Linked DNA regions of Mus musculus: all the other regions are linked to region 1. The links are chromatin contacts, called in public HiChIP or PLAC-seq and promoter capture Hi-C maps. All regions are on one chromosome and are shown on one strand. Each heading gives the region's core, a stretch centred on a gene start, on an enhancer-like site or on the middle of the called end of the contact. The rest is flanking DNA. Distances are from core to core; before and after follow the strand shown. Region 1 holds the start of Hs2st1 (heparan sulfate 2-O-sulfotransferase 1). Region 2 holds the start of Gbp2 (guanylate binding protein 2). Region 3 holds the start of Spata1 (spermatogenesis associated 1).

Evidence for each region. Promoter capture Hi-C pulls out the DNA fragments that hold promoters and counts their contacts. HiChIP or PLAC-seq counts read pairs in DNA pulled down with a chosen protein or histone mark.
Region 2: a contact with region 1 is called in a promoter capture Hi-C map of pre-B cells, with 6 times the contacts expected there. The contact joins the promoter of Gbp2 here to the promoter of Hs2st1 in region 1. A contact is called at or near these places in 2 of 39 promoter capture datasets (liver and pre-B cells) and 1 of 9 other capture datasets (liver).
Region 3: a contact with region 1 is called in an H3K27ac HiChIP or PLAC-seq map of thymic regulatory T cells, with 8 times the contacts expected there. The contact joins the promoter of Spata1 here to the promoter of Hs2st1 in region 1. A contact is called at or near these places in 2 of 484 Hi-C or Micro-C datasets (B cells and CD4 T cells) and 2 of 115 datasets of contacts at active chromatin or transcription factors (pancreatic cancer cells and thymic regulatory T cells).

Annotation. Positions count from the first base shown.
Region 1 is chr3:144,567,289-144,572,064 of GRCm38.p6, reverse strand. It overlaps Hs2st1 (heparan sulfate 2-O-sulfotransferase 1), which reads left to right and starts at 1,849. Exons shown (of 7, transcript NM_011828.4): 1 at 1,849-2,331. The coding sequence starts at 2,208. Selenof (selenoprotein F) reads right to left here and starts at 1,638. Exons shown (of 5, transcript NM_053102.2): 1 at 1,266-1,638. The coding sequence starts at 1,340.
Region 2 is chr3:142,618,048-142,622,823 of GRCm38.p6, reverse strand. It overlaps Gbp2 (guanylate binding protein 2), which reads right to left and starts at 2,161. Exons shown (of 11, transcript NM_010260.1): 1 at 2,016-2,161. It overlaps Gbp2b (guanylate binding protein 2b), which reads right to left. Exons shown (of 11, transcript NM_010259.2): 11 at 3,648-4,729. The coding sequence ends at 4,619.
Region 3 is chr3:146,497,882-146,502,657 of GRCm38.p6, reverse strand. It overlaps Spata1 (spermatogenesis associated 1), which reads left to right and starts at 2,865. Exons shown (of 15, transcript NM_001316756.2): 1 at 2,865-3,003. Gng5 (guanine nucleotide binding protein (G protein), gamma 5) reads right to left here and starts at 2,822. Exons shown (of 3, transcript NM_010318.2): 1 at 2,638-2,822. The coding sequence starts at 2,718.

The DNA of each region.
Region 1 (4,776 bases), core at 600-3,099:
CGGCTGTGGAGTTGGGAAGAGTTGTTCACCTGTGGCGTGGTCTGGGGACTTACTCTGACAAGTCTAATGTGATGGAGTTTGGATCTATTTACACAGTGGGAGGATCTGGCTTTCTGTTTTTAGCCTTGTCTCCCAGGAGGGAATCTGTGATCTCCATGGCAAGGTCTTAAGAGGCTTCTGCTCTTTTGGAGTATTGTCCTGAGACGGCTGTGAAAAAGAAGTCAGTCATTTACTGGGAGATGAGTTAGCAGCAGAACTGAGCGGTCCCTGTTAATGGCACTGACTAGAACTACAGTAGCTTTGGGTTTTTAGTTAAATTCACCAACTAGCTCAAACAGTGCATCCATGAGGGAACTGCTTCACTAACATAAAGGATGGTTAAATTGTTTAAAAACATTGATTGGCAAGGGGGTGGGGGCAGGTATTTACAAAGCCATAGCCTACTGAGATTTTGAAGATAGTTTGAAAACATTACTCCTTTGTTACTTTTGGTAGTGGTAACACATTCAAACGACTACAATGGGAGGGAAAAGCCAACAATTTACTTATGTTTCCAGTATAAAAGTTTAAAGGGATGTTCCCTAAGTGTTTTCTGAAGTACCAGATGTTTCAAAACAACATTGTATTGCAATGTAAGACGCTAAGAATCCACTCTTTGGACAAAGTAAGAAAAGCAGAGACAACGTTTGTGAACTATAAGACCTATGAAGAACAGAGTATTTAGAGACCTACGGTATAATTTTAACTTTCCAAAATCTTGGACAAATCACTTAAGTATCCTAAGTACAAAGACATGTAAATATGGGTGGAAAACTCCCATAGAGGAATTTACCAAAAATACAGTTGCTTCATGAGTAGCTAAGTAAGTCAAAACCAGGTTAACTCCTTTCAGAGATTTAGAACCCGTGTCGTCTGGTTAACGAGGAAAACCGCTTGTCTGGACCAAAACCCTTTAAGGTTTGGGAGTTTGTAAGCAGCGGTAGTTTCATTCACTTGTGTCTCACTCAAAGAAACGTCCCTCCTTTCTAAGCATTACTGACTATGTACCCTCTGTGCTCTGAAAAACCGATCCTAGCTGCCTGAAGCGAGGAAACCATCGTCTCTAGAGCTCCGGCTGGAATTCTGCCACGTTTCATTCCGGATGGAAGCGGCCGCTAAGGCAGCCCGTTCCACGGGCGGCTCCCAAGCGTGGCCCCGGGTTTGCCCTTCCACATCCGCGCTCTCCGACCAGCCTTGAGGCAGCCCCAGAGGCGGTCCACACTCACCGCTTGAAACGCAGTCGCCAGCAGCAAGCGCAGCCCCAGAGCGGGCCGCAGCCACCCACCCTGCCCTGCCGCCATCCCTGCGGTCTGCCGTCAATCTTCAGGGGTCTGAGGACCCCTGTGCCGGGGACGTCCACTGCACTGCCTGACGCGAAACCCGCCGCGAAAGGCCACTGCTACAAGCCTATTATCCCACAAAGACGAGTGTTAGTTAGGCGACCATGGGAGCCTGTAAGTGATCGATTGTTAAACAGTCCTCAGGTTCTTTTAGAGATTCAAATTAGGCATTTTCCTAAACTCCCCACACCGGGGCTTCTTATTCACGACATTCAATCGGCTATCCACGAAGCCCCAGCTCGGCCATCAGTAGCCCCGCCTCCTCCAAGTTTACCCAATCGGACAACGCCTTGCTTGAGTCCCGTGACAAGGAACCCAACCGTAAATCGAACCGAAAGGGCGAGAAGCGGCCTCTCTTCGGACCAATGAACACCACTGTACCGGAGGATGGGGGTGGAGCCTCTGGTTGCCGGGCAGCGTGCGTCAAGGCGTGCGCGTGGTGGCCGAGGGGGAGGGGAGGGGGCGGGCCGAGGGCGGCGCAGCCGCAGCCGCATCGCCACCGGAGGAGCGCGCGGCCGCGAGCGACCGAGGGAGGGAAGGGAGGAAGCGAGGGAAGAGGGCGTGCGGCCGTGGGGTCCCGAAGCCAGGGGGCAGCGGCAGCGGCAGCGGCAGGAGGGCGCCAGGGCCGTCGAGTGGGCCGGGGAGAAGCGTGCACCAGGCGGCCGGCGCTGGCTCCCGCGGGCGGGAGACCGGAGAGGAGGAGGGGGTCGCTGCGGCGCGGCAGTCCGCGCAGCTCCCGGGTCGGGGTCTCCTCCCGGCGCTTCGGTCGCCCTCGGGGCCCCGCTCCCCGCCCCCCGCGGTATGTCTTGATCGCGAGCGGCGGGTTTCATGGGGCTCCTCAGGATTATGATGCCGCCCAAGTTGCAGCTGCTGGCGGTGGTGGCCTTCGCGGTGGCGATGCTCTTCTTGGAGAACCAGATCCAGAAGCTGGAGGAGTCCCGGGCGAAGCTAGGTGAGGCAGCCGAGCGGTGCGCCGGGGCCGGGCTGGCGGGTGGGCATTGCCGGCTATAGCAAGTGGGCTTCCTCAGGGGGCCTCGGAGAACCTCGAGAGCTGGGACCCGGGCACGTCGAGCTCCCGCCACCGGGGAGGGAAGCTGGGCTGATGAGCTGCACGCGCGAGGTCTCTGGCCAGAGGGCTGCCCCGTCGGCCCTTCACTGAGAGAGGGGACCCAGGTCTGCCTGGAGCTGGTGCTGCTGGAGGACACAAACGCTCCCTCTCTCTTCTCTTCCAAATCGTTCTGCAAAGCCCCAGTCATGTGCAGAGATGGGGACTGGAATTTGAATTAGGGGCACCTGGGCACAGGATCCTTTGGGGATGGTGGTCGTGGGGAGATTCGTCGCGGGGAGATGGGTAGAAATGGAAGGAGACTCCGGGAATGATGGGGAGTGAAAGCGGCTCACCGTAGTGAGTGGCAGGCATGCCTGAGCCTAGGGCAGTAAGGGACCTTAGAACTGACAGCTTTGGTAGGCTGGCGGTGTGGGACAGCGGAGCCGATGATGGCACGAAAAGGAGACATCTGGGGGACTGAAGTTCTTTATGAGTGACGCTAAACTGGTTGATTTGGGCTTCAGAGTGGGGTCGTAAGTTTAGGCTGATTGCATGTACAAGAGGGGAACGTTGAGGGTTTGGAATTGCAGGGTTTACCTTGTGAAAGGAAAAGAGTGGGGAGAGTGAACCATATGGGTCTCTTAAAGCGTCTCTCTCAGTGCCCGAATGGAAAAGGGTGCTTGAAACACAAAATTGGAGTGCGAACTTGTGCAACAGCAGTCGAAAGCGCGGATAGTCGGGTGCTTCCGGATAGTGGAGAACTTTGGTATTTGGAAGTGCTCTGGAGACAGGGACTTAATCATTGACGCGTTTTGATTTAAAAATGTATGTGACACTTGAAAATCAGCTCAGAGAATGTAATTTGAATATGGGAAACAGCTTTTGCATACACTTTGACCTTGCCTGTTTCTTAAACACGATTTAAAGTTACCTTGAGGAACAGCTAGATGCAGCTTGGGGGTGCGGATTAATTTTCAAGAAAAGAAGTACCAGAAAAGAATTTAAATTTTATATATAGTAGATATTTCCAAGTTTTTGGTAGATTTTAAGGAAGCCTTGAACACATTTTAAAGAATAGTGTTATAAAAGCAAGAATCGTTTGATTGATGTCCAGCTCCGTGTGAAAGAGAAGCCAAAGGTACTTGCAGTCCAGTCCTCCTTTCTAGAGTGAAATTTGAAGAACTACTGAATGTATGTACTGGATTTAGAAAGGTTTTATGTGCTAAAAGTTATTCAGTTTAAATATTGAAGGTTGAACAGTATCTCCTTTTGCCTTTCACGTGGCTCATCTGTACAACATTTACAGTCAGAGTCTGGCCTCATTCATGATCCAGTTTTACAGGAAAGAAAGTGACTCAGCTTACAATAAATTAAAAGTTGTTAAAATGAGCACTTGTATTTACTATTTCTTCAATTGGCTTTTGGAATTCTCTAGCTGTAGAGGCTCAACCTGATTGAATGTGCCTATTGTCTTCCTGACCTAACAGTTTCCTCTCCAGCGCTTGGAAGCTGTTTGTGGACGCCACCAGAATAGCTGAGGATATAGAACACCACAGGTAGAACCATGCGTACCCTCATAGTTTTCATAAATGGGAAAAAAAAAGTCCTGTCAGGAATAAGTGCGTCCAAATGAGTATCTATGAGGGAAACAGCAATTATGCGCCAGAATAAATAATTCTGAGAGATAGGCCAGGGCTGACCACGGTGGGCCAGGCCTGTAGTTCAGTACTCTAAAAGCTGACACCCCAGGATGGTGAGTTCAAGACCAGTATGGGCTGCTGCATAGCATTATCCTGTCTTAAAGAAAAAAAAAAAAGAGAGAAAAAATAGCTTTCAAAGTAACCCAGAGATGCCGGCATGACAGATAATATAACTTTATATCAGCTCATTAATCTTCTGATTAGATTTTTTTTTGTAAATATTTTTATTTTTAAAAGACACAGGTGTTATGTTGTGTTTCCCAGGCTGGGCCAGAACTCCTGGCCTCAAGTGTTCTTCCTTCTTCATCCTTGAGAGAAATTGTAAATGTCCTTCACCTTGCCTCCTTCCCACTCCCACCCCCTTATAAAACCAGTATTGCTTAAAAGTCAGTACTGAGACACTGACCGTTATCCGGACTCCCCAGGAAAGAGACAAAAGACTCAGGTCGTGACTGGATAACTGTTGTCTGTGATATTCTTATCTAATCTTCCAAGAACTCCAGAGATAACTATTTTTCAAATACAGAATAATCCTTAAATTATATGATCAGGCCAGGATTGTATCACCAGTAAGTAACTGGTGGAGTCAGAATTGGAAGGCAGGTATGTTTGCTTCCTAATTGAGGACTCCTGTAATTACACAAGCGGT
Region 2 (4,776 bases), core at 912-3,411, 1.9 Mb after region 1:
AAAGTGCTTCTAAGGGTGTAGAAATGAAAGAGTTATGAGTTATGAATTGCAGCTAAGAATGTTAACTGCTGACTGGGCGGTGGTGGCGCACGCCTTTAAACCCAGCACTTGGGAGGCAGAGGCAGGCAGATTTCTGAGTTTGTGGCCAGCCTGGTCTACAAAGTGAGTTCCAGGACAGCCAGGGCTATACAGAGAAACCCTGTCCTGAAAAACCAAAACAAACAAACAAACAAACAAACAAACAAACGAATGTTAACTGCTGTGGCCACAGGATGGAGGTTCCTCAAAAACAACTAGAACTACCAAATGACCAAATACTGCTTCCGTGTGTGTGTGTGTGTGTGTGTGTGTGTGTGTGTATGTAGATATAGGTGTATATACATATAGTATTGTGATACATATCGTATTGTGTAGGTACAGATGTGTGTGTATAATACATATGTATATATAGATATATATGTATAAATATAGATGTGTATATCTGTGTATGAATATATATATGTATATATATATATTTTTAAAGCAGCCTTTAGAAAGACACTCAGCACATACAACTTCACTATACTTCATGTAGTTTCATCATTACTTTCAGCATCTATTAACAATTCAAGTTTATAAATTAACCACTTTAGCATTTGCTTACAGAGGACTGTCTACTCTTATCATACTGCATATTTATTAATGGGGGCTCAACAGCCAGTATTGTTCCTACTTGCATTCATTCATTCATTCATTCATTCATTCAGTTGCATCAGTATGGACTGCTAAGTACTTATTATTTCATTCCGTGTAACTTAGGACTTTGTGACCATTCCTTAGTTTGTTGCCTGGCTTGTTCCCCGTGTTCACTGAGGCTCCCTCAGCTGGATCCCGTGCTTGGCTGGTAGACTTCCATGACATTCCCAGTGCTGTGGTACTCTCTACCAGCACAGTCTTCCAGACACAGCTCATAGTTTTCCTATGTTACCCTAGAGAATTCCTCCCAAAGGTTTGGTTTCTTTCAGTTCACAGTGGTATTTATGCCACAAATATCACATGGACTATATGCATTGCTTTAAGGTGAACCAGTATCTTCTGGAACATGATATAGTTTTTGAACTCATGAAGTCACAGCAGCTGTGGCTGCCTATAGAAAACCTGCATAAAGGCGGGTGGTTAGTGGCACATGCCTTCAATCCAGCACTTGGGAAGCAAAGGCACATGGATCTCTGAGTTTGAAGACAGCCTGGTTTACACAGTGAGTTTCAGGACAGCCAGGGCTACACAGACACACTATTTTGAAAACAAAACAAAAGAAAAAAGAAAAAATGCATAAATCAAAATTCTACCATAGGTTGGTGAGAGTCCCGGGAAGCCCAGAGCATAACTGAGATGATAATGGCAGTTAATGGCTGCTACAGACTCCAGGGTTGGTTTTCTTCAGTAAATGGCCCCTGTTAAGTTACCTGAATTCCACTAGGTGGCCTTATGCCCACGTTTGAATGAGCTGCAGTGACTTGATTAAATGAGGACATGAAACTGAGTGAGGGGTGGGTGGGAGGAGATGGAGGAAAGAGTAGGGAATATACACAATCAAAAACACATGACATATATGATGTTCTCAAGGAATAAATAATGTGTGTGTATTCAAAATAGTATACACAAAGATATTGTAGCTCAATAGATTTTTCAATGGGGGAAACTGTCTCTTTTTATGAATTCCAAGCAGCCTAACTTATTTAGGTAGACACTGGCAACAAGTTCAGGAACTTTGTCTGAGTATCATTAAATAGTAAGAATGATATAAAATGGTACCGAGAAAGCAATATGAACCTCAACACACTTATGCTCTCAGTGTGAAGTCTTCTTTCCCAGAGTTTAATTAATTTGCCCTAGTAGGGACAGGGACATCTAGGGTAAAGTCTGCCTCTGTCACCTAGCCCTGGGCCACACACATCTGTGCTGGTTTCAGCCTCCTCTGGTTAGGGTAAACCAGCAGTCTGCTAAACAGTTTTCCACCCCTGCCTCTGTCTTACCTGAAGAGAAATCCTTTAGAGAAGAAGAAGAAGCAGCTTTTCAATGCTGGTCAGCTTTGCCTCTGAGGCTGGCTGCAGAGTGCTCTGTCCTCTCTCACAGGCACTGTGACATAGACCCTGTAGTAACCCGGGAAGTTCCAGATTTTTGCCAGAGAACTTGTGAGGAGTTCGCTCTTTATTTATGCTTAAGACAGTGAAAGTGAAACTAAAAGAGTTCCTAACTGGGGTGGGGTTGGAGGGATGACTCAACCAGCACTGCAGGAATGAGGGGTTTGCTCATGGGAGGAGGGTCTCAGGACTTCTCAGGTAGAGATTGATAAATGGTGCCATTTCTTGTGGGTGTTTCAAAATGTAGGGTGAAAAGGGTGTGGTTTTGAAATCATTCTCTTATGTTTCAGTCCTTTTTTGTCCATTAGTGTTTGTTTTGTGAAGTTGCCAGCCCCACTGTGTTACACAAAGTTAGCAAGCAATTGTGCAATTCAGAAGTGGACATGAATCGTTTAAAAATCATTTCTCTGTACTGTGAAAGAATAAAAATAGAACGAAAAAGGTGAGAATTTGGAGGGACAAGGAGAGAGAAAGGAAGGAGAAAGATGGGGGAGACAAAGAGAGGGAAGGAGGGAGGAAGAAAAATTACTGAAAGTGAAAGTGAATCTGAGTTCCTTTAAACATGTCAAATGCTGGGAAATCAGCTAGCTTGTTTGTTAGTTTGTTCATTTGTCTTTTGGACTAGAATAATCGCTATTAACATTATGTACAATCCCACAACAATTTTAGCACCACTTAAATATTTTCAATCATGTAGACATGTAGAATTTAAGAGTAAGCAAAAGGGATTTCTTTCTTTTCTTTCCTTTTTTTTTTGTTTTTTGTTTTTTGTTTTTGTTTCTAAGCTTAAAGGGGTGGAGTTTCCAGTCATTTGTAGTATGTTTCCTTAGAAACAAGTGAGTCAGAGTCCTGACCCTAAACCATTGAGTGCAAATAACATCTCTCAGAGGCTGAGGGAAGCCACTGTCAAAACTGAGACTGACATCTGTGAGTCTCTGAGCTAAGGCTGGGAATGACCATGGAGTTGACAAGCCACTGGCACTGTGGCTGTGAGAAGTGTCCCAAACTGTGCTTTGAAGTTCTGAAGATGTCTAATTAATCCTCATGCTGATTTACCCACGGACTAGTACTTAAAATCTTCCAGGGACTTAACACAAATCAGACAATAGGTCAGACTTTGAATACAAGTGTTGAATTCTTCTTCAAGCACACATGATACAAGCATGCACTGAAAAGTATACTACAGAAACACTATACCATCCACTGTTATGCTATAAGTTAATGTACCACTAGAAGTATTTTTTAAAGCCCTGGGTTTAATGCCACTACCAGAAAATAATTATACAGAAAGTATCTTTGTGTTTCTGTATTCCACAAGAGTACTAAGCCCCGTGACTGTGACATTTCCTCTGTGTGGTACTACTGTTATTCTGAATGTTCAGTTGCAGAGCTGAACCCCTCATCATTGGGTGCCTGTGTGACAGCTAAGAGTCTTCTAATGACCTCCCCTCTTACAGAAATTTAGGAGCGGCGTTTCTTACATTATGAACAATGTACAGCATGCACTTGAAACAATTATGGTAAGCTTAATCATTTTTATTAACAGTTTTCACTTAAACAGTGCTTCTGCCACATTGTAAAAGGCATTTATCTTCAGAGATATGCAAATCATGTCATAGCAGCAAAAGAAAGATAAAAATGAAGGTTGGTTTCACAAGAGTTGGCACTGTGATTATGAGCCTCAGAGGAATAGAACGAAATTTATTTTGAGTTCTCCATTCTGTGTAGAAGTCATTCTAAAACTCTTAGAAGGAGAAAGTGTTTTTGAAAAATAAAAAGAGAGATTAGAAAGGAAACACAGTAGGCTGGAGCATGAAAGAAAACAAGAAGTTCTCTCAATGGGGGAGGTGCAACGCCCACTCGCCTATGCATTCTGCCTGGAGGGGAATTTTCTTCTCCTCTCCAATGAAATACTCTGCTCATCCAGCAACCACAGAGCCTTCCCACATTGGGCACTGCCCATTGTCTACCCTGGGAACCAATGTCTGCAGATAGCATGAGGCCCTAGGAGCTGTGTTCCATGGATATGTTCAGATTTTTATCATGTTTATAACATGCCAATCCCAGCTTAGAGCAAGCTACATCTTTGAATTACTTATGAGCACACAACTAAGAATATCCAGTAGGGGATGTATGTGATACAAAATGTCTACCCAAAGACAGCTGCCCTATCACTGTGTTGTAAAAACAAATCCCAACAATACAATTTAGTATGTCTACAGAGTCCATGTTTGCAGTATCAAATATAAGACCCGATTAAAAATCACATGAATTTTCACTTCTAACACAAACATGAACTGAGTCACCTCATAAGCCAAACATTTTTTTCACATATAAACTCCACTTTGTGAACTTTATTTCTCCCTTCTTCCTAGTAAAGTGTCATTGTCTTCAAGTCTCATTCAATGCCATGCTGTGTCACAATCCAAAGCTGTCCCCGAAGTTTTTTCCTTGATGAGTGGAAACAGGGTAGAGAGCTTTAGTCTGTTCAGATTTTAAAGTATGGTGCATGATCGAGGTGGAGGCATGTTCTTGATTTTCTCTATCTCTTGACGTAGTTGCAAGCTCTCATTCTGGAATCCTTGCTTGAGAAGTCTTTCCTGTTCCTAAAATGGAGATGGAATTTGAACTCAGAAGGCATCCCATGCCACAT
Region 3 (4,776 bases), core at 1,616-4,115, 1.9 Mb before region 1:
ATTTATACCCATCCATATACTACCTTGCAATTAAGAGTGACATACACCTACCATTTTATATATATTCTGGTTAGGAAATACAGGATATAATAAACAATACTGAAGTCCTATTTGGGTTGTACTATATACACGTATCAACACTGCCAAATCACATTTGTGGCAAATACAGTGTTTCTTGAAGATAGGCTGCTCAGAAAGGTTGTTAGACTGGGCCTGAGTTTGATCTCCAGAACCCACATTTGAGTGGAAGGAGTGATCAAACTCTACAAGGTTGCAGCTCTCTTAACTCCCCGTGTGTACCATGGCATGCATGCTCACATACACACACCTTTTAAATTAACCAGAGCAGAAGTGCCTGGCTCTGTAACTTAAACAGTTGAGTTCAAAGCTGGTCCAGCTACTTGGCAAAACCCTATCTCAAACTAGCTGATTGAACACAAATACCGACACAACAAAGTGGATGGGTAAGCAGACACTGAAAAACTAAAAATGCACTCAAGCCATTTAATTCCTGTGTTTACTCTTAATCTCAGTTATCTCTAAGATTACAACAAATGCCTAAAACCCAGGCCCTAGATGATAGCTATATTGTGACCTAGGGATCAGTCACCCTGGATAAGTTAAACTCAGCTTCAATCTACCTGTGTTTGGCTTATACAACAATTCAGTATAATACGTCTCATGTGACTCATGGACTGAATATTAGAGGTTCCTGCAGTTCTTAAACGCTTGTACAAATAACCCACACCCTGCTTTGCCTCTTAAAAGTGGCTACTGTATGGAAGGTAAAGTATGAGTTTTCAGTGTTACAGCATTTGGTTTTGTTCAAGATCAGCAGTTAGCATGAAGTGCCTGTTAATTCCTTTCCCACACATTTCTCCAAGTACCACGATGTATGGACTGTATCTCTAGGCACAGAATCCTAGGGAAGGAACGGTGAGAAACCTAAGGCTGTTTGACTAACAGTGCTCCAGGCCGCTGGGGTGCACTCCTTTAATCCCAGCAGGCAGAGGCAGGCAGACCTCAGCTTGAGGCCAGTCTGCTCTACAGAGAGTTCCAGGAGAGCCAGGGTTATATGGAGAAACCCTGTCTCAAGAAAACAAAACCCAGCATTCTAAACAGCAACCTTGAGACTTAAGATGGAATGGCTGCTAGTACCCAAGCCACAGAGCAGCCACTATCTACCATCCAGGAGGTTGACACTGCAAAACTATTAGTCAGGCTTCCAAATGTCCTGACCTACCTGAGAGTTTGGTAAAAAAAAGCACTTGTAATTACCACCTAAACGAATACAATAGTAAGTTTATGCTAGCTTTAAAATGTCACACACAAAAAGCACCTAGCATAGGTGTGGTACATGGATGATATCAAATGGCACCTAACCTAATTTAGGAACCTAGATTAGACATGTAACATTCCCAAGTGAGATGAGCCTTGCCATGGAAACTTCAAAAACCTGTTTGTCTGTGGTGGCTCGAGTCATCCCAGTGAGAAGCCTTCAGAAGAATTAGGACGCAAGGCAAGAGAAGCTAGGAGGTAGCCACAGAGCAGGTAGGGTTTTCAAAGAAAAGGAAGTCCTCCTCTGGGAGCTAGCTCACTGCTTTGGGCCACCAGGGTTAAGTACCGCCACTGTAATTACTACACGTACCTGTCTTTATTTCCTCCCCCAACCCACTATTTTTTTCCTTCCTGGCCTACTTTATGACAGTTATTATATATGAATGATGATGATCAATAGATCACTTCAAATTTCAGAGCTCTAATCTGGCCAAGACTAAGTCACTTGGATGAAAAGTGAGAATATGATTAGAGTCCAAACCAAGACTGATTGGGCGTCTCCCTACCCTCCTCCTATGGTTACCACAAGGAAGTTGAGCAGTCTCTGACATTTCTACTTGAGAAGAAAGCTAAATAGAAGCCTTCTCCAAAAGCACGTTAGAAATAAGGACTAGCCTGCTGAATATAAAATCAAATCACCTTGGAAACTGGCAGGGTCTAGCAAGGCGACTTATATTCTTGTTTCTTTTTATAATCACCGGGAAGTGTTTCACATGTAACCCGACCTATTACGTCAGAAAGAGGCCAAATCCGTTTAGGAGTTGAAAAAAATAAACCAAACGGTCCTTAGAGCCAAAGCGTCTGAATGCCTAGCTGTCTACCAACAAGGACAGCCTTTCCCTAAAAGTCAACAGCCCAAGACCCGACCCCCCAACCAGACCGCAAGCTCCCAGGCCAGCGGCCAGCGGTTTCTCGGGTAAACAGACACCCCAGCAAGGTCAGCCGAGCACGCCGCGGCGTCTGCTGCAAACACCTCTTTGTTCGAGGCTGGACCCCCACAAAGGTGGAGTCCGGAGACTCCCGGGACGATCCGCAAACAAAAGTTGCTCATCAGGCCGCCATCCGGAGCTACCCAGGCGGACTCGTGTGTGTTCAAAGGACGAGGGCTGGGAGTGAGCCTGGGTGAGACGTGCGAGACGGAAGTCGCTGGCGAGACCCGCCGGGGCCGCCGAGAGTCGGCGGGCGGCGGAAGGGCGGGCCCCCTCCTCGCCCTCGGCCCACAGCCCGGCCAGAGGAGCCGCGTGTCGGCTCGCGCTTCCCCCCAACCCCGGGGCCCACCGCCCGCCCACGCCCGCTCACCTTCACGCGGTTGAGCCCGGCCTCCAGCCGGAGCTGCTGGACCACCTTCTTCATGGCGGCGACGCTAGAAGAACCCGACATGGCGCTCGGGACAGCCGGGCCGACTCGTCAGTCCGGGCAGGGGGCGGCAGGTCGCGGGACGGCGGGGGCGGGGCTCCGAACTTCGTCGAAGTTTCCGGGGCTGTGCGCGCCGCGCATGCGCGCCGACGCCCCCTCCCCCTCCCCCCGGGACGGCCGCGGGCTCCCCCCGCGCGCGCGAGAGAGAGAGAAGGGGCGGAGCGGCCGGTGGGCGCGGTGGCGACGGGGGCGGTGCGGCCCGACGCCCGGCCGGCGCCTTCCGCCTCTGGAGGGGCTGGGTAGGGCGAGGTAAGAGGACGCCCCGGGGCGGACTCGGGAGCGCGGGGAGGGAGGTCCGCGACCGACGGCGGGGTGAGGGACGTGGCCGCGCTGCCTCGGGGCGTCCGTGACACGTCCCAAGTCCCGCCAGCTCAGCCCTGTGTGAGGCGCCCTCGGGTGAACCGGCGGCGCCGGCCGCAGCTCGCCCAGCCCGGGGCCCAGGGCGCCGTAACGGACCCGGGCCGCGGGACCCTGGACGGTCGGAGGCTGGCCTGTCGCCGAGAGGTGCGAGCCGCCCCGCACAGCTTCCTGTTAGCCCTGTCTTTCTGGAATCTGTCCCCCGTGCTTTTTTAAAAAATAAAGCGTTCGCGTTCGGGGATCGTTTGCTCTTTTGATGTCCCTGTAATTGCTGACTTCGTGCTTGTAACTGATGAACCCCAGAGGGGTTTTCAGAAGGACTCAAAAGTTTAGTAAGATTTAAATTAGTCCTGTTGAGACCTAACATCTCTAAACAGGAGGTTCGTCGTGAGTGCTGTTTCTTTGGGATACTGAGAAAAATGACATGGTTTGCTCTGGGCCAACACATCGCGTTACTGAGCAGTTAATATCAGTTTGGGGTTTTACCCAGTCCTTAACAGTGACCATCTAAGAAACTTGGGTTTGAATTTAGCCCTGGTGTGCTTGGGCAAGCCGTTTAAACTGCCGAAGTTAAAACGCTCCCTGGATTTCTTGGAAAAAAAAAATGAAACGAAATGAAATTATATGTGTAAAGAATACGAAAACTGAGGCTGGAAGATGGCAGTTAGAGGACTGGGGAACTGAGCCCTCGTGCAGAGGACCTAAGGTCACACTTCCCACCACCCACACTGGGCAACTCAAAAGCACCAAGTCCTGGGCTACTGTCACCCTCACTGGAGTCTGGGAACGTTTGCATTCACACACGTACATTAATTAATACATAATTTAAAAAGTGAACGAACAAACCATATTGTTTGAGACAGGGTCTCACTTTGTAGTTCTGGCTGGCCTGAAACTCCATGTAGACCAGGCTGGCCTCGAAACCCACAGCCTTCCAAGCATTGTGATTAAAGGCTTGTGCCTCCAAAATAAATTAATTAATGCAAAATGTAACACAAATATTTTACTTTGTGCCTTGTTACCTGTAATGTATGCTAAAATGCAGATTTCTAAGATTAACGTGTAACTTAAAGTTCTACTTTATATTAGTTACAATAATACTTAAGAACTATGGAATGTGCTGGAAGACATTTCAAAGAAGATTTTACATGGTACAGAACCCATTATTAAGGAAATGTTGAGGAATAAACAAATTTGTCTTAGTCTCAGAAAGTTTATTGTTTTCTTTTCCCCAAACTATTGAGCTAGGAAACCAGAGTGTATTGCTGTCTCACACACCAGATGCTATCATAGTTTTATGGTATGTCAAATAAGCAATACATATTGGGATAGAAAGGAAGGAAAATAAGATTGCCTTTAAATTCATTTACATTCGAAGATATGAGTATTACATACAGTTCATGAACTATCAATATCTCCTAGTAAAAGCTTTTTTAACCTTCCACGATGTTCTAAAATATTTCAAAGGCTTTACCATGTGTTTACATATTAGATGATTAAAGATAGACTTTGTTATCAAAATGGGCCCTGGACTTGGTTCTAAAAAATTCCTACAACATAGGTTTCCCAATTTTTTTTCCTGTTACATACATGCAATACATTTCTTTCTATGGCTTTGCTAATATGTTGTTGGTATAATAATTAGTTTTCATTATTGAATATGGA